Regions from separate parts of the Anas platyrhynchos genome. Here region 2 is linked to region 1. A link is a contact called in public Hi-C data. All regions are on one chromosome and are shown on one strand. The core of a region is the stretch at or near the end of the contact, and the rest is flanking DNA. Distances in the headings are between cores, read along the strand shown. Region 1 overlaps POC1B (POC1 centriolar protein B). Region 2 overlaps LOC106018809 (a long non-coding RNA gene).

What was found. A called contact is a pair of places that touch in the nucleus more often than the background predicts.
Region 2: a contact with region 1 is called in a Hi-C map of small yellow follicle, with 3 times the contacts expected there. The contact joins two enhancer-like sites. A contact is called at or near these places in 4 of 8 Hi-C or Micro-C datasets (F5 follicle, liver, small yellow follicle and 1 more).

Annotation. Positions count from the first base shown.
Region 1 is chr1:49,140,110-49,142,809 of IASCAAS_PekinDuck_T2T, reverse strand. All of the region lies in intron 10 of POC1B (POC1 centriolar protein B), which reads right to left. Among named protein-coding and RNA genes, the nearest start is that of GALNT4, 27 kb to the right of the region's middle. Within about 2 kb of position 1,404, at least 4 of the 8 cell types and tissues checked have an H3K27ac peak or open chromatin away from gene starts, as enhancers often do. A contact at or near this core is called in small yellow follicle, where this site is marked.
Region 2 is chr1:49,298,624-49,301,371 of IASCAAS_PekinDuck_T2T, reverse strand. The region is part of intron 1 of LOC106018809 (a long non-coding RNA gene); the gene reads right to left. Among named protein-coding and RNA genes, the nearest start is that of DUSP6, 100 kb to the right of the region's middle. Within about 2 kb of position 1,446, at least 2 of the 8 cell types and tissues checked have an H3K27ac peak or open chromatin away from gene starts, as enhancers often do. A contact at or near this core is called in small yellow follicle, where this site is marked.

The sequences.
Region 1 (2,700 bases), core at 155-2,654:
GTAAAAAGATAAACCTATACTTATTCAGGGAGTAGCCTTTGTTATTTTGAAATTAGTTTTCTATTATGTGGTGTGAATATTAATTTTGCACCTTGAAGTGGTGCTAAGGCTCTGTCTAGAACAGAGGAAGGTAAAGCAGATGGGAGAAAGACTGATGGGAGAGGTCAGTGTCGATTTTGATCAAAGCCCTTCTACTGCTGGCATCACTCCTCAGTGCTGAACTCTGATGTAGTCTAGAGTTTTGGTCAAGGAACACAAGCAGGGCTTTTCTTTTGTCTCTTCTTACAGGACAAGGATTCTGGTCTTCTTATTAAAAGGGCAGTGACACAACTTTCCTTTGGTAGAGACAAGCATACAAATGTCATGCAATAATCTGAGTTTAAGTGAAAAGCTGAATGTTGAAGGTCCCAAGGAAACACGAGATGCATGAACTGTGGCAAACTTGTGATTTCAGACAAACTTTAACAACTGCTGGGCACAGGGAAGTGCCACAAAAATTCTGCTCCACTGGATGTTCCCTTCTACATTGGACTCGGGGCCCAGAGGAGGTGATATAGCTGTAAAGTTCTATTTTTTTTCCCCTTTCTTCCTTTTCCCCTTCCCTTAACCGCAGCAAAGAGGGTTGGTGTTTATTTCCAAGTACAGCTGAAGCCAGGAAAGAATGCAGATCATAATATATTTGAAGTTGCATGGTAAGTAAAATATGCAGTTTTTAGCTTTTAAGATAAAATTCTTGTGTCATGCTCTTCTATAGAATTCTAGAGCTGGGTTAAGGAAGAGACAATATTCCCAGATGATCTTTTCAAAATAAGTTCCCACGAGAAGAAGAGTTGTGTAAGTTTTAACGTACACAGAGATGGAAGAACTAGATGCAAGTTTTGAATTTGTCATCGCTGCCACACTTTACTACTTACATGGGGTTGTTTATTTCTTGGCTGTACTAAAAATAAAGGCAGTAAAAATTGTGTCAAAAATATATACACCCTGAAATACATACTGAGGAATCTATGTGCATACAGTAAATGAGAATACAGATGCTTCTAACATTTGCATTAAGAGATTTAACACAAATGCAATACAGATTTATTAACAATGTCTTACCTCGAGGAATAAAAAATTCACATGATCTTATTTTCTTTAAAATATTTAACAGGTTTTGGGGGAGAAGGAATTCATTAGGTCACTATCTATTTTAAAACATAGTATTTCCTGTTACCGTAAACAGTCATTATCTTTCCTCTTCCAACAATGAACCCATACTCTTAACTTTGTAGAAACCATACTGAAAAAGAATAATAAGTATGTCTTATTTTGTGTTAACTAGCACTGGAAGAGAAAGAACAGCAAACATCTCACAGCCAGTGCAGACTTTCTGACTTCCAGATTACAGCACATTGCTTTGCTTCCTCCAAATCCTGTTTACATGAGCAAGGTCAAGGGATGGAACATTAGAGAGCCTCTACAGTGATTTCCTGCTGCTGTCAGTAAAAACTACTGAGACATCATCAACTTTCCCTTGTTCCCAACAGCTTATCAGGGACTGGAGGTTATCGATGTATTGACTTACAGACTTTTTTTTTTGCCAACCTCCCTCCCTCAAAACTACAAGTAAGATCAGAGGACAAAACAGATCAGAGGAAAATAGTTCCAAAGTAATGTTTTCAGGGTTTTTGGTGAGATAGGAATAAAAAAAAGACCCACACAGCTGTCCCAAAATCTTGACCCCCCCCATTCAGTGAACATTTTCACAGTTTAAAAGGGTAGCACAGACCTCATTTCTAACAACTGCAACAGATGAAGACTCCTACCATTGGAAAAGTCAGGGCATTACAAAAATACCAGTTAGTTAAGCATATTCTGTGTTTTTATACTCATTTCAGTAACACACGGGAGACCTGAATAAATGAATCATCAAATTCAAAACTATTTTCCTGAAAATATCAATATACTGACATAATTACAAAGATATTAAGAAATTCTGGTTCAAAAGAAAACAGCTCTGTACCGATGATTACACTTAAGTTTTTCCACTGATACAATCATCATGTTCCCTTCACTAAGTTCACAAAAGAAGTTGCATCAGTTTGGATCTTAGACAAAAACAGTGTTCAAGAAGAACTGCCTTTACAACTTATAAGTTAAAACAAATGCTGAAAAGATACAGTATTTAAAGTTTAATTATTTGATTGTTTTCCAGCAAAATCCCTACAATAAAATTATTTCTGTATATCTTGGCTTAGTTTTCAGTGCAAGAAAATTAAAGTAAATTTGGAAAACAAAAACGTGTGAGTAGGCATTTTCAAGTATGGAAGTTACTTTGAATTGTTGGCTTTGATAAAACAATAAATTATGTCTGAGGACTTTAAATATTCCTTGAGGAGAAGAGAAAGAGTGACAAGAAAACATAATACCAGTATTTCCTCATACAGATAAATCTCAAAGTATAAATAAATTAAGAAAATATATTTTTAATTCACAACAATAAGGAGTATCAAATTTTAAAATATTTGTTTTTAAAGTTTTGTCTGTGCAGATTGCTGTAAAGAATAAATGACAATATTACTTAGCTTCACCTTAACTATCTGGAGTTGTATGCAGTTTGGGACTTCTCAATACAAGACAGACACTGACATCCTGAAACAAGTCTAGATGAGAGCGAGCAAGATGGTGTGGGTGCTGAAACACATGATATGCAAGGAG
Region 2 (2,748 bases), core at 197-2,696, 160 kb before region 1:
TAAATATTGTGTTCACCCTGACATCCAAAGTGCCACCAGCTTCTTTGATGTGCTACTGTGGGGACAAAAAATGGCAGGAATGCAAGAATCATTAGAATGTAAGTTAACTGCTGTGCTTTCTAGAACAGGCACTTCATGCAGCTGCTGAAATAGCTCTGCTGAAAAGCAGACTAGCATACCAATTTCCAGATTTTCAGATCTTACACTGTACGTACCAATGCATTTGTAAATTCTTCATCACTTATGCAGACATATTCTTATACATGTAAAATTTATTTCCAAAAAAATACACTTAAAGTGACTTTTTAAATAATCCAACCATGCAACCCTGCAGGAAGGTTACACAGGGTACTGATTTTAACTTTTCCTAGTGAGACACAGAATACAGGTTTGCTACTTCTCACCATACACTATGAGAAAATAATTTTCCTTGGGAATATAATTTATCAGAGTTGAGCTTCATGTCTTAATATGTCATTGGACTCTCAGAGCAAGTTTTTTTTTATTGTTTGTTTGTTTGTATTTGTTTGTAAGTTACGGAAATGTCTTAGTTATTTTATTGAATATATATGTGTGTGTATATATATATATATATATATACATAAAGAGAGAGAGAGAATAAGGCTACTTTCAGTTCACTCACTTGATCTAATGCCAGCATCCACAATAACTCTTTGGATAGGAATGGACCTTAAAGCATTACACTTGCCAAATTTTTGTCATAAAAATACAGCCAGTATTAATAGCTATGAGCATTTCCGGTGTCACTCTTGACTTGTGGAAGGGGATCCCCTGCCACATTCCAGACTGACGTCTGCTGGGGACAGCCACCTTTGCAAGTGCCAGCTGAGGTCCTGCAGGGAAGGGCCCACTTCCAACTATCACCCAGAAAACAGAATTATCAGTAGGGTAGAGAAGATACATAAGAAAATCTTGAAATCAGCATGGCATTCTAGTAATGAAAGAGAAGCAAGGTATGAAAAGAAGAAAAGAAAACATTATAATAAACTCTTGGCTGGTAGAACTTCTTACCCTTTCAATACATGCAAACATTAATTTTGTAGTTTTATAGTTCCATAAACATTTTAAATGAAGAGCCTAAAGATTTTAAATTGAAGGAAAGAAAAAAATATGTAAATTTAAATACATTTTAAATGTGCTCTGCCACAGAAGTAATTCTCCTTGTTTCTTCTTAAGTCTTGTATGTTTACATTTTTACATATCTATTTATGGTTAGAGCAGTCTAACATAACATTAAAAGAATTAATCTTATCACCACTGAGGAAGCCCTGGAAGATAAAATCAGGATTGCTCTTTGATCATTAAATGGCTTTAGAATTCAGCACACAAACAGAACTCTCTCTTATCAAATGTCAGAGACACAGCTATGTCTGCTTGTGAAAGACATCCTTTTTTCCTTCTCAAGCATGTATACACAGATCTTCACATGCAACACATACCTTTTTATTTTAATTTTTTTCCTCATCTAGTTCTATTGGTTGTACTTGTACAGTGTGAGAGGAAATTTTTTGGTTTTGATTTCTGTAGGGGAGGGGATAAAGAAGAGTTGAATAAAGTAGATTAAAAAAGAAGGATCTCTGTCCTTCCAAAAATTCATGTGGCCAAACCCAATTAGAGTGTCCTGAGGGTACTTGTAATCTTGAAACACAATTACCTACCTGCATCAAAGTACTCTCACATCCACAGTATACAGCATGTTCAAAATATGTGTAAAAATACTAAAGCATTACCATAATGATTTGCAAGTAAATTCATAAACAAACATGGAAATATTTGGGGTGATGTTGATATGCATAATGAATATACTAGTTAGGATGCATTTTGGGACATATTACACTTATTCACAATATATGTATAAATAAGTAAAATATCTTTATGATTCAATATTCCAGCCCCAGGTTGGGGCTGAACCATGGTGTCTGCAGTGCATGGTGACAGGTTGGCTGGAAGTGCAGAGGCAGAGCAGGAAGGATGATGTCAGGGGGCTGTGGAGGCTGGAAATGAGGGTGGAAGCCAAGGATGAGAATCTCAAATTGGTAAAAGCATTGACATAGCCATTCTCCTCCCCCCCACTCCCCCCGCCCCTTTGTTGTTTTTTTTTTTCTCCACTCAATTATCAGCAACAAGTATGAACTGACATTAATAGTCAGTAGAAATCTCAAAGATTGGCATGGATTGAATCATGGAAGGTCAGATAGAAAAGGGTCAGGAGGACTGGCAGCTGATCTATTTCTCATCAGCCCCTGGTGATGATTCAAGCTTGTGGCTTACTACTGCTAACTGCCAGGCATGGTAACTCAGAGAAAAACTTGATTCAATTAAATCCTTGGGTTGCAATGCAATTATTAAAAAAAAAAAAAAAAAAGGTTTACTGCCTTTCTATTTCTATCAATTTGTACTTTTCCCATAGCCTGGCATCTCCCTCACCTCCTCTCAGGCTCTCAATCACATTTCTTGTGTCTCTTTTCACACAGAAATCACACAGAATTGTCTAGGTTGGAAGAGACCTCAAGATCATCGAGTCCAACCTCTGACCTAACACTAACAAGTCCTCCACTAAACCATATCACTGAGTTCGACATCTAAACGTCTTTTAAAGACCTCCAGGGATGGTGACTCCACCACTTCCCTGAGCAGCCCATTCCAATGCCTCACAACCCTCTCAGTAAAGAAGTTCATCCTAATATCCAACCTAAAACACCCCTGGCGCAACTTTAGCCCATTCCC